Regions from separate parts of the Sus scrofa genome. Here all the other regions are linked to region 1. The links are chromatin contacts, called in public Hi-C, HiChIP or PLAC-seq and promoter capture Hi-C maps. All regions are on one chromosome and are shown on one strand. Each heading gives the region's core, a stretch centred on a gene start, on an enhancer-like site or on the middle of the called end of the contact. The rest is flanking DNA. Distances are from core to core; before and after follow the strand shown.

Region 1 (6,317 bases), core at 1,880-4,379:
AAATTCAACCTGACTTGTGAAAATTTTAAAACCCAACATAGATGAATCTCAAAAACCTTATGCGAAGTTAGGTATATATATTTATATATATTTACATGTGAGGAAAAATGAGTATTGGGGGCTGAGGTGGAAGGGATGGAAATAAATGCAAGGGGAAAGGGGTTTAAAAATTTAAGGTCAATGAAAATAACATTTTTTATTTTGTGAAGAAAAAAGCTAGACATTCTAATCAAGATTTTCATTCTTGACAATAACAAATGTGTTTTCCCACACAGCAGAGTTTTGTTGTTTTTCTTTTAAGGGATGAGAACCATTAAGAAAATCTCAAATCTGGATCATCTCAGGTTTCACCTTAAAATTTACGTCCTAAGATAAACCCGGAATTTTCTTCCAAATAATTTACTTTAGCATTTCCCACCAATAGAACATTGTATCATTCCATTTCTTCATTAAAAATGTCTATTATCACTGAAAATTTTTTAAAGATAGTGTCATTCGGGTTGTTTCCACATCAGAATTTTTGTATATATTCCAATCCTTAATTCAAGGTTTGAGAAATTAAAGCAAGGATAGGAAAAGAGGCTACAATAAATACCATTCCGGTTAATTCACAACAACCTCTGATATATTTTTGCAAATGTTATTTTTGAGGAATTGTTGGAAAAGGGCTAGGTCCAAACTATTCTATTCTTGGAAAAGGCTCTTTAATCTCAAGAGTCCAACTAGTCTACAACCCATTAAACTTAACCGTTTAAAAGAAGCCAATGTCTTCCTTTATCCCGATTACTCTTTGCCTTCACCAATATCCCATCTCCAAAAACCCACAAATTCCCAGCTATGAGGAGTTGCTGACCACCTAACTCAACAGGTTAGTTACTTAGCAAACTGCATGATTAAGTTTTCTTTTAATACAACGGAGTCCATTTCAACACAGCGCTGCTCCAGCTGCCCTTGCCATGAGCCACCAAACTTAGGACACGACTAAAGGCAGCAAACACTTCCCTTCTCCGGAGGGCTCCGCGCCCCTCAAAGGACCCTGCAGGGGCCCGTGGAGGGACTGGATTTCACCTCGCATCTGCGGCGGCGATCGCAAGCCCGCCGCCGTCACGCCAGCCCCCTCCGTGAACCCCACCACTGCCTGCAGCCCGATCCCGGCTTTTCAAAGGCTTGAGCCGCTCAGGGCTGCCGCCGGGGCGTCGAGGAAGCCTCAGGCGTGAACCCGGCAGAGGCGAGGGCAGGGGCGTGCGGTTGAGTCACGTCGCTCCGCCATTTTCTAAGCGGAGCAGGAAGACATGTTGGAACAAAACACAACAAAAGAGCAGCCATTTCCCAGGCCGGCTCCGCCAGCCCGAGCCGGCGGGCCCCGCCGCCCGCAGCCTCAGGCCCTCGCCGGGCAATCCCAGCAGCCTCGGAGGAGCCGACCGGGAGACGGCAGCAGGCACCCCTTCCGCGTCGGGATCAAAGATGGGCCGCGCACTTTCAAAACCGCGGCCAGACGGACGGACGCTAAGCGGAGCAGGGTGCGCAAACCGAAACGCGGCCTAAGTTGGCAAAGGACGATCTGCTCGGGGACTGGGGTGACTTACGGTCCACGGAGACCCCGGCCACTCAGACCTCAAGAGCCGGATCCAGCTGGTCCCGTCCCCGCCGCTCCCACATCCCCCTTTCGGGTACCTCCCCGGGAGGAGCGCCGTCTGCCCACGGACTCTTACCGTATGTGGGGGATGCCGACCCCACCTTGAAGAATCTTATAGAGTTTGCTCTCGTACAGCAACTGGGGATGCCTGGCCTTCTGAGATTCTAGCTTCACTGCCACTTCCTGCGGGGGAGAGGGAATGATGCCATCAACATCCTTACGGACTCAATGTCACTCGGAAAGGACGGGGCGACGTGAGCAAAGCCCCAACTCTCCCGGCAGTAGAGCCAGGAGGAGAAAGCTCTCTTTGTAATTACAAAACGAGGCATCCAGCCTCAAAGGCCTCTTCAGGGGGCAGTGACGAAAGCGGCACGTCCTCTAAAGTGCAGGAAAATGATTCATCCAGAAAACGTAAAGAGAGGTCCTGAAGAAGCCAGGCGATCGGAAGCTGCGCTAATTGGAACAAGAACCCCAGGAGAATTCAATAGGGAGAGAGCGAAGCATAGGGATTCTGCCGTTCTCACCTTAGAGGATGGGTTTAAAAGTCCGAGTAAGGTGGGAAACTCCACAGTACCCCAACGTCTGCCTCGCTTCTTTCCCTTTTAGGGAAGGACAGCGGTGGAGGTTCCCAGGCCGGGAGAGCCGGCTCCCTCTGGACTTCCCGGGGCGCGCGCGCGGGGGGCAAAGGCCCGAGCCGCTGGGGGGGGGGGGCAGGCGCGGTCGGGAACCCCACCCCGGGGGATTACCTCGCCGTTGGTGATGTTGATCGCCAGGTAAATGTCCCCGAAGGAGCCAGAGCCGATCTTCCGCACCAGTTTGTACTTCCCTCCGACAATGAACTCGGCCTTGGAGCCGCTGCTGCTCGCCATCCTGGGAGAAGATGGAGGCTGGGGCCAAGCCCCGACACCTCTAGGGGACGACGGAGGCCTCTAGCGCTCGTCCGCGGAGCGCGGCAGGAACCGGGGGGCGCTGGCTCCTTCTCGGCGCTACAGGCCCGGAACCGGCCAGGCGGACCCGGATCTCCGCGGCTGTCAGGCTTCCTCCGGCCAGGCCGCAGGCTGCCGAGGCGGTGCTCGCGGTTGCCGGGCCGGGCCACTTGTTCCTGGCGGCCGCCGCTGCCTCGCTCTCGCGGCGACGTCGCCGGCTGGAAAAGGGGCGCGGTGAGTTAGGGCGGCGATCCCGCTGCCCCCGCTGCCGCCAGCTCCCGCCCGGAGGGACCCCTGTCACTCCGCCGACGCCGCCATCTTGTTGCTCCGGCTCCAGCCAACACAAAATGCCCCCAGTCCCCGGGAGCCGCTTCTTCACGGCGCGGAGCACGCTGGGAAAGGGATCGCGGGCGCCAGCCCCGAGGGTCGACGGCGAGAGGGAGGGCGGAACCGGATCCGTGAGAGTCGCGGCCCACGCTCCGAGCGTCCCCCGTCACCGCCCAAGCGCGCAGGCGCACTGCCGCGCCGCGGACTGCGCAGGCGTGCCGCGCCCGCCCCGCGCCCCGCCCCGCGCCCGCTTCCACTTCCGGTCGCCCGCTGCTCCTCCGCGGCTGCCTGTTAGTCACCTCAGACCCGCCTGCTCGGTGAGGGGCCGCGCGGCCCAGGCCTCGAGACGTGTTAGGGAGGAGTCACTGCAGTGCTCGTGGGAGGGGATGCGTCAGGCCTCCCGGGGAGTTGGGTACCGACCTTTGCTCTTGGTCGGAGGCGGTTTTCACCCTTTCGCTCTTTGCGGGGCTCCGGCCGATCTCCGCTGTGGCGGAGCTGTCGCCTCCGGTGGAGAGCGGGAGACGAGCAGCCGCGCTCGGGGCTCCCGCGGCGCAGCCCGGCGGCTCTGGCCGCCCAGGGTTTCGGAGGGCTGGAGGCCCGCTCTCCCCTCCCGGGAAGAGGGGCGCAGGCGCCAGCCCTGCTGCTCTGGGGCTTCGGGTTGCTTCCCGCTGACGCTGTTTGATCCCGGAGGAAAACCCCAATATCCAAGTCATGGGTAGTGGCACGTACGTGGTCGATAGAAAGTAAGATCTGCAGCCGGGGGAAAACGAAAGTTATCCCCCTCCCAAATGCCTTGAAACACCCTATCCTGGTCGTGTGGGAAAATGAGCTGTTGACCCCAGAAACACAGGATAAAAATGACCATTAGACCATAAGATTGGCAGCGTTTAAAACTCTACACAGTAAAAACTTTTACTGAAATTGGACAGGAGTTCCCGTGGTGGCGCAGCCGAAACGAATCCGAGTAGGAACTATGAGGTTATGAGGTTGCGAGTTTGATCCCTGGCCTCGCTCAGTGGGTTAAGGATCCGGCGTGGCTGTGGTGCAGGCCGGCAGCTACAGCTCCGATCGACCCCTAGCCTGCGAACCTCCACATGCAACAGGTCCGGCCCTAAAACAAACAAAAACATTGAACAGAGTCACCTCTTGACCACATTTTGGGTTACAAAATTTGACCTCAGACGGTTGGGCTTAGTGGTGATGATCCCAGGAGAAATGTCCATGTTGCTGTCATCTGCAGTCTGAGTCAAACGCTGACGAATGAGTGAATCAAAGCCTCAGTTGTGAAAGTGCAAAAGCGGCATTATTTTACTATCCCAAGTAAAAGAATGTCATTAAAACAGGAAAAAAATGTACCTCAACTGCAACTTTGAAAGCTGATCAAGTAGTTAGTAATGGAGTTCATCCTGAAAGATATCTTGACTAGGATTTCTCCATGTTACTTTATTTCTGGCTTAAATATTTGTATTCATAAAGCTTTAACCTAAATGTCTTGAATTTGAGAACAGAGGGAAAGAGACTTCTAAGGTTTAAGGTGAAGTTTTGAGGTGCTAACAAAACCCAGGCCCCCTGACCCCCAAAAGGACAGTCTTCACTGGTGACTCCAAAGTGTGTCCGACCTAGTTAAAACTCTCTGCCGTTCGATTTTCTTTTGTTAAAAAAAGTTGGGGTTTCCTTTTGATGCAGCAGGTTAAGGAGGCAGTGTCACTGCTGCGGCTCAGGTTCAGTCCCTGGACTGAAACCTTCTGCATGCTGGGGCTGAGCAGAAAAAAATCAGTTTTAAGTATCTTGAAGTTTCCAGGTTTCCAGAGATAGTGACTGTTCTGCTGATTTTCTACTATAGCTACCCCAAATTTGACGGATCCCTCAGCTTAAGGAGTTCACCGTAAGGGGTGAGGTGTACATTTAAAGGGTTTTTTTTTTTTTTTTTTTGGTTGGAGCTCCCTTTGTGGCTCAGCAGTTAATGAACCCAACTAGGATCTATGAAGATGTAGGTTTGATCCCTGGCCTCGCTCAGTGGGTTAAGGATTTGGCTTTGCCATGAGCTGTGGGGTAGGTCACAGAAGTGTCTCGGATCCTTTGTTGCTGTGGCTGTAGTGTAGTCCAGTGGCTGCAGCTCCAATTGGACCTCTAGCCTGGGAACTTCCATATGCTATGGATGCGGCCCTAAAAAGACAAAAAATAACTAAATAAAATAAAACAAACCACAGTGCTTATCCAAGAAAAGGTCACTAGTAGACAGGGTGTCTTTTGAGTAAAATGATTAAGGACAAGCACAAGAGATACAGACGGGTGTAGTAATGGAGAAAATAAAAACACAAGGGTGGCCTGCCCATCTCTAGAGTTGTTTGGTACAAATAAGTAGAAAAATGGAATGACTTGGGATATGTCAAACACTCTCTCAGGTCTTTGTTACCCAGCTTTGTGCATAATCAGTAGCAGATAAGTGAGTTAATGGAGTAATTGAAAACATGAGAACATCAGAAATGTTCTGTTGGGAGTTCCGGTCGTGGTGCAGTGGAAACGAATCTGACTAGTATCCATGAGGATGCAGGTTTGATCCCTGACATCACTCAGTGGGTTAAGGATCTGGCATTGTCGTGAGGGGTGGTGTAGGTCGAAGACACAGCTTGGATCTGGCATTGTTGTGGCTGTGGTGTAGGCCAGTGGCTACAGCTCTGATTTGCCCCCTAGCCTGGGAACCTCCATATGGCTCCGGTATGGCCCTAAAAAGACAAAAAAAAAAAAAAAAAAAGAATGTCCTACTCCATTTGATCTTGGCAAAGCCCAACACCACTGCAAAAAGACTACGCAATGAGCAGAACCCAGGGCCCGATTTGGGGGCGGGGGGAGAAGACCTCTAGATTGTAGGCCCCTAGTCCACAAAGCAAAAAAAGTTAAATTGTATTTAGAGAGCCTTTTAGAGTTCATAAAGTAATCTGTGATAATCCATTCGGTCTTTCTTCTAGTTTTGGACAGTGACAGCAATTTCTGTGTTCCCTTCGTGTCTTGTCTCTGTTCTCCCCCTCTGCATTATTCACAGGGTTTTGTGAAAGTGTATTGCATCTGTGATAGCAACTTCAAACACTTCTGAGACATTCTACGAACATTTCTTACGTTTTATATTGTCATTAACCCTAAATTTATTTTGATTAATTTAATTATTTGGAAATGTCTTCCTTTTGACCTGTACAGCTTCAGGATTCTTAAGATTGATAGGTTCTGTATGTATACTACCCAATGAACTTTTAATAATCCTTTACACACGTAAAATGGTGACCTCTCTTTTCCTTACAAAAGTGACAAGGAAACAATACTGGAGTAATGGATATTTATTTTATTCTTTTTTTGTCCTTTTTTAGGACTGCACCCTTGACATGGATGCAGGCTAGGGGTCTAATCAGAACTACAGCTGCTGGCCTACACCA
Region 2 (6,317 bases), core at 1,923-4,422, 180 kb before region 1:
CACAGGCCGGGCCGTTCCCGCCCCACAGCCAGCACCGCCGCAGCCTCTGGTTCGCGGCTCACAGGAGACGCTGTCGGCGCCCGCGGCCCCTGCCAGCCTCAGGACCCGGGGGGCTCACGGCCCCCTTCTCCCCCGCCGCCCCGGGACTGTGCTCACGGCAGACGCCCCCGGGCCTGCTCTGGTCGCGCCGGCGGAAAGCTCTAGGGGCCGCAGAGCCCCGCAGGGACAGCTTTTAAGAGGACAGGTGTCATGCTGGCCTTGTCCTGAGTCCGCGGCACCGCTTGGCTCCTTAAAGGGAGACGGCTGTGCACCGCACGGCGGAGAGAAACGCGACGGGCTTTGGCCACAGGATCTCACTTGGGCCGGCTTGTCTGCCTCCCAGCAGCACCCCAACAGGGGTGTGTGAATTCAAGTGAGCAGCCGTGGGGAGATTAGAGCGTTTTCCCGCATTCCCATCGCGGATGGCTGGTGGCAGAGGCCACATTTCTCCAGGGTCCATTTGTCTGCACTGCTCTACTCTGCATTTGTCTACACTGCATTTGTCTACTCGGTCCATTTTTGTCTATGCTGCATTTGTCTACTCAGTCCATTTTTGTCTATGCTGCGTTTGCCTACTCTGTCCATTTGTCTATGCTGCGTTTGCCTACTCTGCCCATTTGTCTACACTGCGTTTGTCTACTCTGCCCATTTGTCTACACTGCGTTTGTCTACTCTGCCCATTTGTCTACACTGCGTTTGTCTACTCTGTCCATTTGTCTACACTGCGTTTGTCTACTCTGCCCATTTGTCTACACTGCATTTGTCTACTCTGTCCATCTGTCTACACTGCGTTTGTCTACTCTGTCCATTTGTCTACTCTGTCCATTTTTGTCTACACTGCATTTGTCCTCTGTCCATTTGTCTACTCTGTCCATTTTTGTCTACACTGCATTTGTCCTCTGTCCATTTTTCTACACCGTCCATTTGTCTGCACTGCGTGTGTCTACTCTGCATCTGTCTACACTGCACCACTCCCATGGTACCTGGTGGGATGAATGCCTGGATAGATGGGCAAAGGAATGGTGCGTCCACAGCTGGCGTAACGAGTGAAAATAAGCCTGGCTGACAGTGAAGTTGCTGCCACGGTGTGTGTGTGTGTCGTTACCACCCTCCCCATCCAGGCGAGGACTGCCGTGGACGCCTCTCTCATCACCACTCGTGTTTAGTGGTCACCAAGTGATCCTTGCAATTTTCGCCAAGGTGAAGAGGCCAACGCACCTGCTGGCCTCCACGGTCAGGGTGCTCGGTTCACCCCTGTCAGTCTCTCTTGCACTGGGGGACACTCCGAGTGCCTCTTTCGCTTCCCATCTTCTCTGCCCATCCCCGCCGAGCTGCTGGGGGGAGCTTCCAAAACCAGCGCGTGAGCTGCACTTCAATCCCTCCCAGCTCCCATCAGCCACCAAATAGGGTCCAAACTCCGAGGAGGTTCATCGCAGTCCGTTATAATCAAGTGCCTTGCTCCCCGAATACACTGGGACCGGAGGACACGACCCCCTTAGGCCACTGCCGTCTTCCTCATGCCACCTGGCATCGGGCACGCGAGTCTGTAACACACCTGGGGGCCAATCCTCGTGGGCAGGGACGGGGGAGACGGGCCAGCACAGGGGCCCATCTGAGCGCGCCCGCTGATGACGGCTGTCTGTGTCCCTCCCCAGAGGCCGTCCCAAGAGAAGCAGACCTCAGACTCCGACAGCCTGGGCCTGGGAGACAGCTGTTCCACCCTTGGCCGTGAACATGGTAGGAGCCTCTGGGGCCTCAGACGGGAGAATGCCAGAGCTGGGGGTGGGGGGGCCACTGCCACAAGCGCACAGGGCAGAGCAGGTCCTGACCGCTCTGGACACCTGGCTATGGGACCTGGTCTGTGCTCGCCTGGAGCTGTGGGCCAGGCCCTGTGTGCAGGCTGAGGGGCTGCCGGGAAGGCTAGCGGGCTGGTGGGGCTCCCCCGCCTCCCCTAACCCGCTGCCATGGCCACAGGCAAAGGGAAGAAGAACAGCCTGTCGGAGCTGAAGGGGTCAGTGAGCAAGGCTGCCGGCCGCAAGATCACCCGCATCATCAGCTTTTCCAAGAAGAAGGCGCTGGCCGAAGCCCTGCAGGCGTCCGCTGCCGAGGAGGAAGTCCCGTGCTGTGGTGGGTACCGTGCACGCGGGGAGGCAACGCAGATCCTGCTGCTGAGGGCTCCCCGGGCAGAGCGCGGACGCCTCCTCCCGGATGGCTGGCATCCACCCTGAGTGAGCCAGGCCCGCCCTCGCTTCTCCGTGGGCCCCTGGCGCCTGACAGAAGGAAAGGCCAGCTGAGCTCCTCTGTCTACGCAGTCGGGGAGCTGAGCTCCAAAAGCCCCTGGCCTTGGTTTCCTCTGTGGGGACAGAAGGAGACGCTCTGACCTTCGCATGTATAATCCACCAAGTGTTTCAGTTCGGGCCCAGTCTTATACGGATAATTCTTGGGTAAAAATACGTAAGCACTTTTATTATAAATGCACTCAAAAGAAAAGGGCGTGGGGTGGTTCCCATGGGGGCGCAGCAGAAACGAATCCGACTAGGAACCACGGGGATGTGGGTTCAATCCCTGGCCTCGCTCAGTGGGTGAAGGATCTGATGCTGCTGTGAGCTGCGGTGTAGATCGCAGATGCACGGCTGTGGCTGTGGTGTAGGCCGGCAGCTGCAGCTCCACCTGAACCCCTAGCCTGGCAACTTCCATGTGCCGCCAGGACGGCCCTAGACAGCAAAATAAATAAATAAACAAATAGATGCATTCAGTATGAATTAAAAATGGTTTGGAAAGAAAAACATAAATGTAGCGCTCCAGGTACTGGGATCCAACAGGAAATTTTATTTTTTAGATACGCAGTACTAGTCTAATAACCCAGAAGGAGTATTAGAAAAGCATATGGCTATCAAGAAACATTTTCAGGTGGATCGGGACACGTTACGATGACAAGGAAACTAACATCTAAAACATCGAGGGGGGATTCTAACTCCTCAGCCATCAGCCTCGCCCTGGCTGCTTGCATAATTTATCGTGGCTTTTGGTTCCCACGTGCTGCCACCAGAGGTCAGCATCAGCCACTACTTTGTGTCCTCAGGGATAGCGGGGCATCTCAGGAGCAAAGGCAGCAGCAAGAGCTGTGGTTTCAGCTTTCCATACAGTAGCTGCGCCCTCCTCGGCCCGCCCGCTGCTGCCTGAGGGCCGTGCAGGGGTGATGCTCAACCCCCGCGGCACAGGCAGGAAACGGAAACTCAGACAGCGGACAGGTGCCTGAGGCCGCGGGCCAGCGGGCCTTCCTTGCAGCTGGGGGCCCTCGGTGCCCGGGAGCACCCCAAGCGCCGGGAGTCACCCTGCTGGTGCCCCCCGCAGGTCACCTGAACGTGCTGGTGAACCACGGCTGGAAGGAACGCTGGTGCCGCCTCAAGGGCAGCACCCTGTATTTCCACAAGGACCGGACGGACCTGCGGACCCACGTGAACGCCATTGCCCTGCGCGGCTGCGAGGTGGCCCCGGGCTTCGGGCCCAGACACCCGTTTGCCTTCAGGATCCTGCGCGACCGGCAGGAGGTCGCCATCCTGGAGGTGAGAGGCCAACGGCGGGGCCTTGGTGGCAGAGGCGGACGGGGGCTTGGGCCCGGGCTCGGGCTTTGGTCCAGGGGCCTGGCTCCTGAGGCTGTGGGGGCCAAGGTCGGAGGGGAAGCAAGTCAGCCGATGCTGCCAAGTGATCAGCAGAGGCGCCCGTTAAACTACGCAGCCCCTGCTCAAGTCTGAATGTCCGACAGACAGCAGGTAATTCTTCTTCTGTAAGTAAGGACATCCCACACTGGGGACCTGCCTCTACCAACACACGCGTGCGTCGCTGACCTGAAATGCAGATCTAACAGGGAATTGGGCATTTTTATTTGCTACATCTGGCAACCCGAGGCCCAAGCTTGGCTCCTTCTCCCCTGTAAATATAATCCCACCCCGGAAAGGCATCTAGCCTGATCTAACCCCGATCGGATTCTGGAACCCTCTCTACAACACTCTGCACCAGTAACTCTCCACCTCGGATGACCCACGGCCCTGCCAGGTAGCTGCTCCTCCCACCAAGCAACTCCATTTTCACAGAGATTTTCTCTACACGGAGTTGAAATCCTCAAGCTCCAGCAAAGCAGCAACCACACCGGATCTGCATATTTTTGTTTTTCCGGAACCAGCCTTATGTCGAGCACATACCAGGGGCTCAGTCCTATTTGCTGAACAAATGGCTGAATGAAAATGTGATTTCATTTCGCCCACGCCTGGTCACATCTACCCACTGGCACCAGCCCTCCTCCCTGGGGTCACGCGGAGTACACAGAAACTCTTTTCACACGCCAATCCTTCACTTATTTAGAATGTAAATTTTTTTTTTTTTTTTTTTTTTTTTTTGCTTTTTATGGCCACACCCGCGGCATATGGAGGTTTGCAGGCTGGGGGTCCAATTGGAGCTATAACTGCCAGCCTACACCACAGCCACAACAACGCAGGATCTGAGCCGCATCTGCGACCTACACCACAGCTCACGGTACCACCAGATCCTTAACTGAGGGAGGGCCAGGATCGAACCCGCAACCTCATGGTTCCTCGTCGGATTTGTTTCCGCTGCGCCACGACGGGGACTCCACGGGAGGAAGACTTTAAGCAACTAGTCCCCCCATTACAGAGAGGACCTGAGGCCAGTGCAGCCCAGGCTCCATCCAAAGCTCCACAGAGGGCGGTGCCTCTTGGTCTCTTCCTGGAACTAAACCAGGCTCCTCAGTCCTGCTCTCTGTGTCCAGTACCCACTGCCCCTCTCCATCCTTAAATTTCAGGAACTATTGACTCTCGAAGTCCCTTGTATCTTTAATAGTTTGAGGTGGGTCTCCTGTTTCTTCAGTTATACACAGAGCTTTCTGTCAAAAAGTGAGCTTTTTTTTCTTGTCTTTTTAGGGCCGCACCTGCAGCATATGGAGGTTCCCAGGCTAGGAGTCAAATCTGAACTGCAGCTGCCGGCCTACACCACAGCTCACGGCACCACCAGATTCTTAACTCACTGAGGGAGGTCAGGGATCGAACCCGCAACCTCATGGTTCCTAGTGAGATTTGTTTCCGTTGCACCATGATGGGAACTCTCAAAAAAAGTGTGCTTTTTAAATTCAAGTTTAGTATCTGTGTGCTAACGATTTTATAACAATGCTCTTCAAATGAGAACATAAGTACATATTTACTTGACCAGCAACTTCCCGGAGATTCTACTGTACACAGTTCTGCGTATCATTGGCAATTTTAACACAAGAAAAAATTTGAATGGGTTGTGATAAGGAACCTCCTCATTTAATAAAAAGTAAACGTATTTTAAAAATTCAGAACATCTAGGAGTTCTCATCGTGGTGCAGGGGAAATGAATCCAACGAGGAACGATGAGGTTGCGGGTTCGATCCCTGCCCTCGCCCAGTGGGTTAAGGATCCGTTGGTGCCGGGAGCTGTGGTGTAGGTCGCAGATGCGGCTCAGATCCTGCGTTGCTGTGGCTGTGGTGTAGGCCAGCAGCTGTAGCTCTGATTCAACCCCTAGCCTGGGAACCTCCGTATGCCATGGGTGCAGCCCTGAAAAGCAAAAAAATAAAAAAATAAAAATTCAGGACATCTAAACTGTGTCTTCACAGCCAAAGGGTCGGGAGGTCTCCAAGGGTAGCGATCGAGGCTCTGTGGCTTAGGGGACAGTCAGGGAGGGCTTCTCTGAGGAGGTGGCCTTAGAGCAAAGGCCTGGGGCGGGGAACCGCCGCGGGTGCCTAGGTGTGCGTTCCAGTCTCGGATCCCTAACCGCAGCACGAGTAACAGGTATGCTCTGCACCTGTGTTTGGGTGACGTGAGCAGCAGCCAGAGGCCCTGACGGTGTCAAGGTGAGCCTGACATGTGCCTTCTCTCCCCAGGCAAGCTGCTCGGAGGACATGGGCCGCTGGCTCGGGCTGCTGCTGGTGGAGACAGGCTCCAGGGTCACTCCGGAAGCGCTGCACTATGACTACGTGGACGTGGAGACACTGACCAGCATTGTCACCGTGGGGCGCAGCTCCTTCCTGTAAGGGCGCCCCGCGGCCCACCGTGCCCGCAGCCCGGCCCGGCCCGGCCCACTCTCACGGCAGACTCCAGCCCTGGGATGGGGAGGGCAGAGGACGGGCTGAGAAAGGCTGCCTCCTCGGGCTCAGACGGGGGCCTTCCTCTCCCAGCAGCAGGAGGCGACCCAGGCGCAGGGGATGCGGCGGTTGACAGGAGCTGGAGAGAGAAACTCTTCCG
Region 3 (6,317 bases), core at 1,252-3,751, 160 kb after region 1:
AGCATAACGCCAGTCGGAGGCCGGGTTGGATCTGGTAGGGCCAGTTCTGGAAACAGAGACCCACGGGGCTCAGACCCTCATGTCTACAGGCAGCAGCAGCAAGGCGCGGCCTTAGGAGAGCTTAGGTCCTTGGTGCTGGTGGTGACGAGGCTGGCGGTGAGGATGAGACTCAGGACTTCTCTGCGCCAAGCAGTTGGTTTCACAGGCATTGCTTCCTGCAGTCCCCTCTCAAGACCCCTGCGTGGAGGAAACAGCCGCAGAGAGGCCCGAGGGCACGAAGCCTGCGAGCATCCGTCAGAGTTCAAGGTGGTCGGCAGCCTCGAAGCCCTGGAAGAAAGTGAAGGGACATTGGCCTTGGCCCATGTTGTATTCAGGGGACATATATTTGATCCCTGTTTTTACAGATGGGGAGCCAGGGGACCAGAAAGGCCCGCCTTTTCCTGATGGAGTCAGGTACACACCTGACGGGTACCGCCTCCTCCATCACCCAGGCATCCCTGTGGTGTGAGTGATCTGCCATCCGCATCTGTGTAGATGAGCAAACGAGGCCTGAGCCTACGTGAGGATACACCTTGCAGGTGTTCGCAGCCGGGCCGTCTGGCTGCAGCGCCCGGGCTCTTACCTCCCTGGGTTGCCCAATATTGGAATGGATGTGCTAGACTGGCCAGAACCCAGGGCTGCCGACTCCCAGGTCATTGCTCCGAGGCTATGTGGAGGTGCTCCCTTGGGATGCCTTGTTCCTTTAAGGCACCCTCGTCTGAAGCCCAAAGACTGAAATTACACCCTGCCGGTTCTGGGAACCTCAGGCTGGAGAAGAAGGAAGCTCTCGATGGGGTGTTCAAGTCTGAGCAGGTGTTCTCTCGGGACGCTCCCTGCTTCCTCCTCTGGCTGGGAGGGAGCCCAGGCAGGGCAGGCAGGGTGGGGCAGCCCTGTGTGTGCAGGAGGCAGGAGGGCCCAATAAAACAGGCCGAAATCTTCCCGCCTTCCTGCCTTTACCCAGGCGGTGCCCTCATCTCCTGCCTGGCAAACAGCGAGGCATAACAATGAGAGTTCAAGGTTGGCGTCAGGAGGTCTGAGTTCTGGTCCTGGCTCTGGCACTCACTCCTGGTACAGTGTTGACCCTGGGCCGTTTCCTTATCTATACTGTGTGTGGTGGTGGTAACAGCAGGTAGATCAAAATCCTCTGGAATTTTTAGTTAACACCTTCTTTATTAAGCACCTACTATGTGCCAGGCACTGGAGACACAGCATGCGCAAAAGCAGGTTCAGGCCTTGCTTTCATGGGTCTTCGAGTGTAGTAGGAAGTTTAGTAGTGAAGATTAAATCTTTGCTGACACTAATGTAAAATGCCACCGTTACCAATGTTTTAAAGGCCTGCAGATCTGGAGTTCCCGCTGGGGTGCAACAGAATCAGAGGTGTCTCTGTAGTGTCAGGATGCGGGATCGAACCCAGTGGGTGAAGGGGTCCAGCGTTGCCGCAGGTCACGACTGAGGCTTAGATCTGATCCCTGGCCTGGGAACTCCATATGCTGGGGTAGCCAAAGGAAAAAAAAAAAAAAAAAAGAAGGAATTATTAGAAATTAGGAAAGGAAAAAAAAAAAAAAAAAAAAAGGCCTGCAGGTGTAAGGGAGCCCGGTGGGAGTAGGGGAGAGGCAATGGCCGACAGTCTGCGGGGCAGTGGGGAAGGACGCAGGGCAGATGTGGGCTACCACTCAGGGTGTGGAGGCCGCTTGTGAGATGGTTCAACCAGGGAGGAGGCCAGTGGGCCTGGGGAAGCAGGCAGTTTGGCTGCTTCAAGGCATTGTGGGCCATGGTTAGAGAAGTCAGTGAAGTTTTGGGGGTGTTTTTGAGGGGGAAGGGGAGGACTAGGGAATGAGAGGAGCCTTGAGAGCCAGAGATGGTTACATTTAGAATATTGGTCAGCGTATCTCCCATGGAAAGAGTTTTCAAAAGCCACCACCTCCGAGGAGCCTTCCCTGATTTCTCCGCCTTGGCCCTAGGGTGTTCCTCCCTTTCTGGCCGGCAGCCCTGCTGGGCAAACTCAAGCCTCCGGGGCCGTCAGACCGGGGCTTTGCCTGTCTGCCCTGCAATCTGCAACACACCGAGGCTGCAAAGTCCTCTGCCTTCTCGGGCCTCAGTTTTCCCAGCCGAGCAGAAGCAGGTTGGCTCCGGACCCGCCCAGCGCTAACGCAACGTGATTCGCTCCGGCCGGAGCGCTGGGCCGCCCGCATTGCTGCGCAGGCGGCAGGCCGCCGGCTGGGGCACAGCCGCCCGGCTGCCGGCGCCTTCCTCCCGGGCCGGGGCCCGCGGGAGCGGATCGCGGCGCCGGCCGCGGCGCAGCGCCGCGCCGGGGCGGGGAGGGGGGGCGAGACCCCCGCGGGCGCCCTCCGCGCGCGGCCCCGCCCCCGCCGCCAGCGGCCCTGCGGCAGCCGCGGCCTGGCTCCGCCCCCTCCCGCCGGCCGCGCTCGCTCCGCCCGCCTCCCTCGGCCGCTCGCGCCCGCCCCCCCACCCCCGCGGCCGGCTCGGCGCTGACTCCGCCGCACGCTGCAGCCGCGGCTGGAAGATGGCGGGGAACGACTGCGGCGCGCTCCTGGACGAAGAGCTCTCCTCCTTCTTCCTCAACTATCTCGCCGACGCGCAGGTACGGCCGGCGGGGCCGCGGGCCCGAGGCCAGCGGGGCTGAGCCGCGGGGGCTGCTGCCGCAGCCGCAGAGGCCGGCGGCAGCGGTGGGCGCACTGGGGGGCCGGGGCTCCGGGGTGCAGAAGCCCTGTTCGGCGCACCCCGCGATGCGCTTCGTGAGGGTCACGGGGAGCTGGGGGGCCGCCGAGCAGGCGGGAGCCTTGGGGGCGCCACGGCTGCTGGGGAGGGTCTAGCCTTGGTTGCTGGGCGTCCGGCCCCCCCCCGCCCCGGCCGTGCTGGAGGAGGGGGGGGTGTTTGCACGCTTCTTTGGGAGGTGGAGCCGCGCCAAGGTGTGCGGGACCCTCAGGCTGGCTCTGGGTGCGGGAGGCGCGCCCTCAGGCTCTCGGCACTTGCCGCCGTACTTTCACGTGGACTTGTGGCCCGGGCACAGGCGCCTGCCCCGGTCCCCGGAGTCCCCTGACCCCCCTCCCCAGTCTCCGATACCCCGCGTTCTGCTGCTGCCCCCCCGAGGCTCCCCAAAGCGGCCGCAGCGCGGAGTTTCCTGCCAGTTGCCCGCTGAGGGCGTAGGGGGTCTGTGGGGCACGTGGACGTGCGGGCGGGGATAGCACCTTCCTGCTTTCGCTACTCGGCGGAGCCTCCGGGGGCCAGAGCGCGGCGGGATGGGGGCGGAGGACGGTGTGGGGGCGCCTGGGTCCCCCTGCAGCGCGCGGCCCCGGTGCGCGCTCGGCGGTGCGGGGGGGAAGGGAAGGCGAGGCGGCGTCCCGGGCTCCGGCTGCGCCTGGGAGCCCCACCGGCGACACGCGCGTGACAGGAGAGGGTGCTTTGGTGTGCCGGGAGGGGGGAGCGAGGAAGCCGGGGACGTGGAGACGCGGGCGGGGGGGTGCTGCTGCCCCCCGCGGCACCGAACATGCCTGCGCGGGGCGTGCGCGCCCCCCGCCCCTTCCCCGCTGTCCCCCACCCCTGCCTGTTGCGAGCTTAAAGTTTGGCCCCATAGTTAGGGCTTTCCGCGCGGGCGCCCCGCTGCGGGCAGCCGGGCGGCGGGGGACGCGGCGGAGCCGAGCGGGAGACCCCGGATGCGGGCGCACGCCCGAGCGCCGAGAGGGGCCGCCGGGCGCAACCGGGCGCGGCTCGCGAGGGCCGGTTTGGTACCTGGGGCCGGAGCGCCGGTGCCGGCTTGCTTTGCATAACACTGGGAGGGAGGGGGAGGCGGGGGGCGGGCGAGTGGGAGGGGAGAGCGGGAGGGAGAAACTTTGCTTCTTGTTAGAATCCGCCTGTCTTTGGGCGGCAGCAGCTGTCATGGGACCCGGTGGGCGGGGAGAGGCTTGCGCGCTGACTCCGGGCGGCGAGACGCGCTCCGAGGGGATGCCGCAGCCGAGACGTTCCGCTCTGGGCGGACGCCGGCGGGCGAGTCCCCGCTGGCTGATGGGACGGCGCGGCACGGCGGGCTGTCGCCGGGAGGAAGCCCGCCACGCGCGGGAGGAGGCCAGCCCGTGCCCGCTGCGGACGTCCATGCGTCAGGGAGCCGCGGGGCCTCGTGGTCGGTGGCGGCGCGCTCGGGTGGGTTCCGGGCAGGGGCCGAGGGCGCCGGGGGCGTGTGATCGCGCTCGGCCAGGCCGGCGGGAGAGGGCGATGCGCGGTCCGCGCGCGCGAGGCTGTGTTTGTGTGCACACGCGGCGCGCGCCGGGCGCGTACCTTTACCTCTGACGAAACTGCGGTGGAGCTCCCGCGGCGGGCACCGGGGCCGTGGCTCGCCCCGCGGCCGTGTCAGCGCCCAAGGCGGTGCCCAGCCCCGGCACCGCCCCGCCCCCGCAGCCCCCCAGCCGGCAGGCGGGGGCCGGGGCACCGTTGCCGCTGGGACCGTTCTGTCCTCGGCCCTCGGGCTGGTCTGGGTGGGTGACTCCAAACCTCTCAGCCAAGACGCCGGTGAAGGAGACTTGGAAGAGTCCGGAGCCCCATAGCAAACACTTGTCCGCTTTGGCCCCGACCCCCGGTTCGCACTCCATCCTCGGTGTTCTTTGGCTCACCAGTACTTCATCACTGGCCCTCTCAGCCGCCCGGCGGGCCTACCCAGCAGGGATCTCTCACCCAAGGAACCTGGAAAATTGGGTAATGAGGTAGCGGCAGAAGCGGTGCAGTGAAAGTTAATCTGGGACGTTGGCTTTTTTTATGTAACCACGTGACGGGCCGCGGCGCTTCGGTGATCCTTGCCGGCCCAACTTGGGAAATGTAACTGAGAGGGGAGCTTTGCCGCCGCCCCTAGAAGGCTCAGCCAGCCGGCGGAAGGGGACCTGGGCGGGCCATCGCGGGCCTGCTCATTTTACAGCTGGGGAGAGAGGCTGTGAGAGCCCCGCGGCCGGTACAGGACCACGCAGCCAGTGGGTGACAGAGCCACCCAGGGCTCCTGACTCCAGGTCCTGTGTGTTGCCTGGAAATAGCACTGGACTTGGAGTCAGAAGGCCTGCGTGGAGTCGCCTTCGCCGCTCTCTGGCTGGGTGACCCCGGAGCCAGCCCTTTGGACTCTCCCAGCCTCCCTTCCGCCATCTGTCAAATGGGGCTGGTGGCGCCCGCAGTCGGAGCCCGTGGCCGCTGGGGGTGAGCTCTGTTTGCATGCGGGATGTCCGGTTGTTGCTGCCACTTCTCCCCCCCCTCCCCAGCCCCTCCTTGACCCTCGCCCCCCATCTCCCCCTCGGGAAGGGGTGGGAAGAGTGAGGAAAAAGGTCGTTGATCAGCTTTCTCCCCAAGTCCTGTCTTTGGCGGCTAATCCGGAGTAGCCAGAGGGAGAGCTTCTGTTGAGGAGACTTAACTTTCACCTCCTCAGGTCAGAGTTCCGAAATTCAGCAGGCCGAGGATTGCGAAAGCTTCTTGGAAGGGTTCGGGGCGTGTGTCCCAAAGGCCTCCGGGTGGGCCTCCCTCCGCTCGCCTTCGCCCCTGGCCTGCATCGCCCTCTCCTGCAGCCGGCAGGCCTCCCGACCCGGCTCACTCTGCTCCCTCCCCTCGGGTTTCCTTAGGCCGCGTTGCACAACCGAGCCCTTGGTGCGTGAGCCCCGTGTCCCAGGCAGATTCTGGAACCGGAGGAGTCGTGCCTGTCATCTCTTTGTGCCCTCGTGGCACCTGTTACCGTGCTGAGTGCCTTCGCTCGGCTTTCGGCTGGGCACAAGACCTGCAGGCGAGGGCAGCTCTTAGGCCGGCCAGGGGGGGACAGGGGACAGCTGGGCGGCGAGCTTGGGGAGAGAGGAATGCAGAGGGCTGCAGCTGTGGGCAGCGGCCGAGGCTCCGGAGGCCACACTAAATATGGGTTGTTTGAAGTCGCTTGGTTGCTTGGGACGACAATCATAGATGCCCAAAATGTCGAGTTGGCAGGAACCTGATGAATCATCGGGCCCAACCCCTTATCATTGAAAATATTTAATTACAGAATTGTTAGAAAACACTGGCCAGCGTCAAGGACAGAATGGAAAACACGTGAGCTTACCCGACGGAACCGCTGCTGCTTTTCATGTACACTTTCTTCGCCTATTGAGTCCTTTCGATTGTGTCTTTTGTACAAAGATGGAGCCGTCCTTTATCTGCTAATTGTAACGTGGAATCACACTGTTTTTTAAACTTGCCTTTTTTCCCTTCAAAGGATTATGCTGTGGCTATCTTTCTGTATCAATAATTCTTCTACTTAGTATCTT
Region 4 (6,317 bases), core at 1,959-4,458, 150 kb before region 1:
CCAATGTACATGACACTCGGGCTCCGGGAGCTGTGGAGCTGTGGTGAGAAAGCCAGGTGACACTCTTTATGGCTTTAACCTGACCTTGCACTTGGAGGCCCACACCCGCTGTCAGGTAAAACCATCACGGAGGGGACCAAGAGGATGCTGGCTCGCGTCTGCCACCAGGGTGCTAAACCTCTCACACACACTTGGTATTTTTATAGGCAAGGACTTCAAGTCCCAGGCAGTCTCCTAACGGTGCCACGCACAACTTTCTCAACACTGTAGGCGCTTCACAGGTTTTACCACCTTGCCCTCCAAAAAAGATACACTGTTTAACTGTATGAGCTCACAGGTCAGCCTGGGGGGAAAGGGAAGCCCCAGAACCACCTCTGGACACACTGCTAGAGGCTACGCGCTTCACTTCCCTCGACTCTATCACCCGCCAAAGTAGCCGGAGACCAAGTGAAATAACCTGGCCCAGGGCACCCAGCTGTCAGTGGCAGAGTAAGGTTTAGGGCTGAGGAGCCTGGATCCAGACCAGGCGGTGTTTGAGCCTTGACTCTGCCGCTTGCCGGCTGGGACTCTGACCTCTCTGATTCTTGCGTTCCCTACCTGTGAAAACCACGGGAGAGCTGTACTTTCATCCCAACTACTATTTGATGCAATAATTCACAGGAAGCATCTTGCAGTGTCCAATTAACAGGAAATGCTCAGCCATAGTGGTTCTTATCAGCTAGATAAGAAATGTCTGACTCAAATCCTGGGTCCCTGGCGCTGAAGAGGGAATGACTTCCACACAATTATTACAAAACCACCAAAGCTAGAAGGCAGCCACTCCGTACTGTCAGCTTCACCTAGAGTCCACTGCCTGTCGTCAGTGACAAAGGCGCTCAAATCATCTGGACTGTCAGTGTTCTCTTAAAGTGTGGATCTTGGAGCAGCAGCCAACAATCCACTGGGTCCGCCGTGTGTGGCACCTTCTTCCTTAAGCAGCTATGTTGAGGTGAAGTGCCTTTTCCCATCAGTAGGTCTTGCTCTTTGAGATGGGGGGGCCCCAGGAAATTAATCAGCATTCACTGAGCACTCACCATGCATCAGGCACTATGAGCCACAAACGGCTACCCAGGGGCATGACCCGTGCAGTCTCACGGGGCCCCAAGCCTAGCAAGGCCCTGGGCTTGTTTAAGGCTCTGCTGTTACCCTCTTGGTCATTTTGAACAAGGGACTCCACATTTTCCTTCTGCCCTTTATGTAGCCAATCCCAGTACTAACCGCTTTTCGAGGTGTTATCCTGCTAGTCTTCACCGAAACCCCTGGAGACAGGTTGTTATCCCAGCCTGCACAGTTCAGGAAACGGAAGCCGCAGAGGTGGGTAACTAACTCAAGAAGGGGTGGAGCCAGCACCTGAACACGTGGGGTCTGACCCTAAACCCCCCCCACTCCTGTTCCAAGGCTCCATCTCCCTCAGGTCCCCGCTCCTCGCGCACGGCAGCACTCAGAAGCACACCGGCCCCGCCTAAGCGGATGGATGAGTGGATCCAGGTGTGCGGCACGTTTGGTGAAACTCAGCTAAGAGAAGTGTTCACGAAATGGCTAAAGCATGGATGTCAGCTCGGGTTCGGTGGTCTTTTCAAAGTGTAGGCTCGTGGGTCTAAGGTGGACCTGAAGCTCCATCCTCCCCAACACTGCCGAGTGTCTGGACCACCAAATTTCTACTATCACTGGATCCTCGGTGGGGTCCTTGAGCAAACTGACCAGCCTCTCTGGGCCTGTTGCCTCATATGTGAAAGAGGATCACAGCTGCTCCTGAAACCATGCTGCTCTGCTCCTAAAGCCAGAAGGAACAGTAGGTACTCGTTACAAGAGACCTCAGCTGGGCCTTGGATGTAACATAAAGATGCAAACGACGCCAGCTTTACCCTTAAGCAACGCACAGACATGCAAGGAAAAAAAACTTAACCTAAACAGCTATGGGCCAAGTAAACCATGCTATGATGAAGAGCAGAATACTGAAGGCACACTTCGCATCCCTTAAAAAAAAAGGAAAAAACATAGATAAGTCGATAACAAGGGACTACCCAGCAACTAGCCTGGCAGTTCCAAGGGCCCTGAGCCGCAATTCCGCAATGACCAGTCCATTCGCCACACCTGTCGGTTTTCCAGAGCAAATCTAAAATTCTTCCACTTCCCACCTCCGCGGACTCCACCCAACTTCAGTAATGCCGTCGACAAATATCTGAGCATCTATCATGTGCACGAGGTGTCAGAAAGAGGCTGTGAGCAAGATAAACACCCTCATGGAGCCCATACCCTCGCTGGGAAACAAAACGCCAGAAAAGCCCTGACCACACCTACAATAGTAGCTCCTCTAGAAGAGCTGGTTATAAACTTGACCCTCTGGTGAGACGACCCCGCCAAGGAACACGCCCCTCCTTGCCCGCACCAGTCTCTACACAGCAGGGACCCCTTCAACACGGGAGACATCGTGACCCCACTGCAAACCCAGTAAGACTCAAGTTCACGAGACACAAAAAATGTGAACTACACGAGGGCAGTGTTCATTAAGTTATGAACAGACAAAAAAAGAAAAGAAGCCTCTGCCGTGATGGAGCTTACATGTCAGCAGGGGGAAATGAGAAAACACACAAAAGTTTTCAAATTCAGTAAGTCAGGTGGAAAGGGGGAGGGACTGGAGGGGAAACGGCGGGGAAGAGGGACAGGAGATGGGGGCCGGGCTTCGGAGGGAAGGCGTCCCGGGGCCGCCAGCACCGCCTTCCCGTCCCCGCGACCCTCGCCCTCCTGACTCTGAGAAGCCGCGTCCCTCCACCCGCGCCTGGTGCCTCAGCTCTCGGCTCAAAGTGCCTTCTCCGGGGAGAGCCCGGCCAAGCCCGCGCCTCCCGCGAGGGTTCCCGCGTCTGCACCTGTTCGCTGGGCGCCCCGCACGTGAGCGCCACGAGGGCACCGCGGCCACGCCTCCGTCCGCGCACACGCGGCGCCAGCCCGGAGCCTGCGCCCTTCGGGCCGGCGCCCACCCTCCGCGCCGAACACGCCCCGGAAGAGCTGCGTCGGGCCGGGGAGGCGGGGAGCGAGCCGCGCGGAGCCCGGGCGCCGGAAGCGCAGGTTCCCGCGGGCCCAGAGGCAGCCGCGCCCGCGGAGGCCGCCGGGAAGCGCGGCGGGAGCGAGCGCGGCCGGCCGCTCGGGGCCAGTGCGCGTGCGCGGCCTCCTCCCGCGCTGGGAACATGGCCGCGCGGTGCCTGTGGGCGGCCCGAGGGCGGGTGCGGCCCCTCCTGGCGGCGAGGGCCGCGTCCGACGGCAGGTAAGCGAGGCGGGCGGGCGGTGGAGGACGCGCGGCGATGCCGGACGAGCGGGCCGGAGGGGCGGTCGTGGGCCCGCCGAGCCCCTTGGCCGCCACGACCTGGCGCTCCCACCCGGCTTGCAGGGCGGGCCACGGCGGACGGCGGCCGCGCCTCCCGGGGCGGAGGGAGGGAGCCAGGTCGCGCCCTCGGGGTGGGAGCTCCTCGGCGAGACCGGGAGGGGCCGCCCGCGCCTCCGCCCCGGCTCAGGGGTCTGCGGGTGGAGAGGGGCTCTCTCTGCGCCGAGTGACCTTGACGGCCGGTCGTTATCAGCGTGACCCCGACGGCCGGCGGCTGCCCGTTCCTCGCCTCACCTGTCGCTAAAGGAAGGACTCGGTCCTTCCGAACGGCCCTTCCACCCGCCCCCGGGAGCCTGCAGGCCCGCCTGCTGCCTCCATCCGCGGTGGCCGCGGGTCTTTGGGTCATTTATCGTGCTGGTCGCGGAACTCTGGTGGCTCTTTCTGTTCTCCCGTTTCCTTGGGGAAACAGGTTTGGAAGAGCCGAGCAACGTCTGCAAACCTAAATGCTCGGGAAGGGGTGGAAGCCGCCCTGGAAATCAGTCAGGGCCCTAGAATGGTCCTTTGAGTGACCGGTGTTAGTTACTCCGGGACAGTTCCCCGTTGACAGTTTCTTTATGGGAAAGAAGAAAAGTTGCCAAGGGGGGGGATAAGGTAGGAGCTCTGAAGAGTGGATGAAACTGCGGTGAAACCTGGGAATTCTGCATAACTGTCTGTCGCCTTTTATCTGAACACTCTTGATCCAGCACCCCGCTCAAGCACCTGGGTGAGAGCTTGAATTCTAGGTGAGAGGCTGTCGAACTTTTTTTTTTTTTTTTTGGTCTTTTTGCTATTTCTTGGGCCGCTCCCGCGGCATATGGAGGTTCCCAGGCTAGGGGTCGAATCGGAGCTGTAGCCACTGGCCTACGCCAGAGCCACAGCAACGGGGGCTCCGAGCCGTGTCTGCAACCTACACCACAGCTCATGGAGACGCTGGATCCTTAACCCACTGAGCAAGGGCAGGGACCGAACCCGCAACGTCATGGTTCCTCCTCGGATTCGTTAACCACTGCACCACAATGGGAACTCCCGAAGATTTTTTTTGAAGTCTTTTTTTGCAGTTTGTGGTGTAGGGAAGTAATCAGAAGAAAAATGGCTCCTCCTGATAAAATTCTACCCCCACGCCTCCTGAAACAGTAGGAATTGAAGGAATCTGCTACAATTCCACCCCCCCCCCTTTTTTTTAAAGGCTGCACCTGCAGCATATGGAGGTTCCTGGCTAGGGCTTGTCCACTCGGAGCTGCAGCTGCCGGCCTGTGCCACAGCTTGAGGCAACGTAGGATCCTTTAACCCACTGAGCCAGGTCAGGGGTCCGACTTGCATCCTCATGATATTAATTGGGTTCCTGACCGGCAGAGCCACAGTGGGACCTGCACAACTCCCGTCTTTTTCAGGACGTGGACTTGGCCATCTTCTCTTTGAACTGGCCCTGGGGACATTTTGATCTACTTTCAGTTGGATAAAAGCAATCTGTTAGGAGTTTAGGGGGAAAGATTTCACCCCGTGTGATGTGCCCCAGATCTGTGGTGACCACGTTTTCTGAACTAAAAATGTGTAACCGTGTGTGATGACACCAGATCTAACAGCCGCACTCGGGACTGGAAGGGAAAAGTCGTCCTGCCCACAGCCTCTGTTAGTCCCGCTTCCTTTTCTGGACGCAGACTCCTTTAACCCCTTTCCGCCTTCGCCTCTATTTCACTGCAGTGACCACTCTTCAGCATGTGCCAGTTTATATAAATAAACTATTTGTTTTAAAAAACCTTTTGCACTCACAGATTTCCTTGATGGTTTTACCTCAAACCAAATTAAGAAGATCCAGGAGGTATAATGAAAACATCCCCAGAGTTCCCGCTGTGGCGCAGTGGAAATGAACCTGACGGGCATCCATGAGGATGCGGGTTTGACCCCTGGCCTTGCTCAGTGGGTTAAGGATCGGGCATTGCCGTGAGCTATGGTGTAGGTTCCAGATGTGGCTCGGATCCCTCGTTACTGTGGCTCTGGTGTAGGCCGGAGGCTACAGCTGTGATTAGACCCCTAGCCTGAGACCTCCATATGCCTCGCATGCAGCCACTCAACAAAAAGAAACACAGACAGAAAATGTCCTTGAACAAGAGGTGAGAACTGCTACAGTCCAAGGTCAACCAGCCAGCCCCTACTCTGAATTTTTTATGTAAACTGAACTGTGTGCCAAACATTCTAGCTGTACACAATCTTAGATTACAAACGTAATTGAATACAAAGATCTGTTTTATTCACCTGTTTACATGTCACAGTCCACAACTTACAGTAAACGTTTTTGAAGTTTTAATTGACTCGATTCTCCACATAGGCGAGTTCCCAACTCATCTTCTCTTAGCGCACGTTCTCTTGCATAAAAGCCTTGTACGCAAGAGCTTGTGATCAAATAGGTGTTAGAATTATAGGCCTCATTTCAAGTCGAGGTGCCTTTACCGGGCGTAACTGTCCCCATCAATAAAGCGAAGGACCGAACCTGAATTGTACGGCCTTGTGCTTCTAGCTCCCGCGAGTGCCCTGCTGGCTCTAGGTGTTACAATTTGATCTCCTCTTGCTGACTTTTACGTTCCTGCTTCCGGCTGCTGCTACTGCCTGATGCTCAGTGTCCCAGTTCAGAGACACTGAGCAAGTCGTAAGCCTCTCTGAGCTTCGGTTTTCTTGCTTCGAAAATAGGGGTGAGGGAGTTCCTGTTGTGGCACAGTGGTTAACGAATCCGACTAGGAACCATGAGGTTGCGGGTTTGATCCCTGCCCTTGCTCAGTGGGTTGACGATCCGGCGTTGCCGTGAGCTGTGGTGTAGGCTGCAGACTCGGCTCGGATCCCGAGTTGCTGTGGCTCTGGCGTAGGCCGGTGGCTACGGCTCCGATTCGACCCCTAGCCTGGGAACCTCCATATGCCGTGGGAGCGG

Evidence for each region. Promoter capture Hi-C pulls out the DNA fragments that hold promoters and counts their contacts. Hi-C and Micro-C count contacts between places; a contact is called where the count stands out from the background. HiChIP or PLAC-seq counts read pairs in DNA pulled down with a chosen protein or histone mark.
Region 2: a Hi-C map of embryonic fibroblasts shows a contact between it and region 1, with 1.6 times the contacts expected there. The contact joins the enhancer-like site here to the promoter of ARHGEF37 in region 1. A contact is called at or near these places in 19 of 47 Hi-C or Micro-C datasets (alveolar macrophages, embryonic fibroblasts, fetal heart ventricle and 10 more) and 2 of 2 datasets of contacts at active chromatin or transcription factors (alveolar macrophages and skeletal muscle).
Region 3: an H3K27ac HiChIP or PLAC-seq map of alveolar macrophages shows a contact between it and region 1, with 2.0 times the contacts expected there. The contact joins the promoter of PPARGC1B here to the promoter of ARHGEF37 in region 1. A contact is called at or near these places in 2 of 2 datasets of contacts at active chromatin or transcription factors (alveolar macrophages and skeletal muscle).
Region 4: a contact with region 1 is called in a promoter capture Hi-C map of fetal liver, with 2.1 times the contacts expected there. The contact joins the promoter of GRPEL2 here to the promoter of ARHGEF37 in region 1. A contact is called at or near these places in 3 of 5 promoter capture datasets (fetal liver, fetal skeletal muscle and liver), 5 of 47 Hi-C or Micro-C datasets (differentiating spermatogonia, embryonic fibroblasts, heart right ventricle and 1 more) and 2 of 2 datasets of contacts at active chromatin or transcription factors (alveolar macrophages and skeletal muscle).

Annotation. Positions count from the first base shown.
Region 1 is chr2:150,659,341-150,665,657 of Sscrofa11.1, forward strand. It overlaps ARHGEF37 (rho guanine nucleotide exchange factor 37), which reads left to right and starts at 3,130. Exons shown (of 13, transcript XM_003124090.6): 1 at 3,130-3,206. It overlaps CSNK1A1 (casein kinase I), which reads right to left and starts at 3,091. Exons shown (of 10, transcript XM_003124088.3): 1 at 2,383-3,091; 2 at 1,713-1,819. The coding sequence starts at 2,505.
Region 2 is chr2:150,483,104-150,489,420 of Sscrofa11.1, forward strand. It overlaps AFAP1L1 (actin filament associated protein 1 like 1), which reads left to right. Exons shown (of 21, transcript NM_001244817.1): 11 at 1,695-1,776; 12 at 2,014-2,166; 13 at 3,394-3,605; 14 at 5,957-6,102. All of the region lies in intron 2 of LOC106509605 (a long non-coding RNA gene), which reads right to left. Among named protein-coding and RNA genes, the nearest start is that of GRPEL2, 25 kb to the right of the region's middle. Within about 2 kb of position 3,173, at least 5 of the 83 cell types and tissues checked have an H3K27ac peak or open chromatin away from gene starts, as enhancers often do. A contact at or near this core is called in embryonic fibroblasts, where this site is marked.
Region 3 is chr2:150,820,837-150,827,153 of Sscrofa11.1, forward strand. PPARGC1B (peroxisome proliferator-activated receptor gamma coactivator 1-beta) reads left to right here and starts at 2,502. Exons shown (of 11, transcript XR_002342022.1): 1 at 2,502-2,641. MIR378-1 (microRNA 378-1) reads left to right here and starts at 5,029; the gene lies at 5,029-5,108.
Region 4 is chr2:150,507,988-150,514,304 of Sscrofa11.1, forward strand. It overlaps GRPEL2 (GrpE like 2, mitochondrial), which reads left to right and starts at 3,209. Exons shown (of 4, transcript NM_001244870.1): 1 at 3,209-3,301. The coding sequence starts at 3,225. IL17B (interleukin-17B) reads right to left here. Exons shown (of 14, transcript XR_002342005.1): 14 at 5,624-6,317. LOC106509605 (a long non-coding RNA gene) reads right to left here and starts at 1,339. Exons shown (of 4, transcript XR_002342012.1): 1 at 1,258-1,339.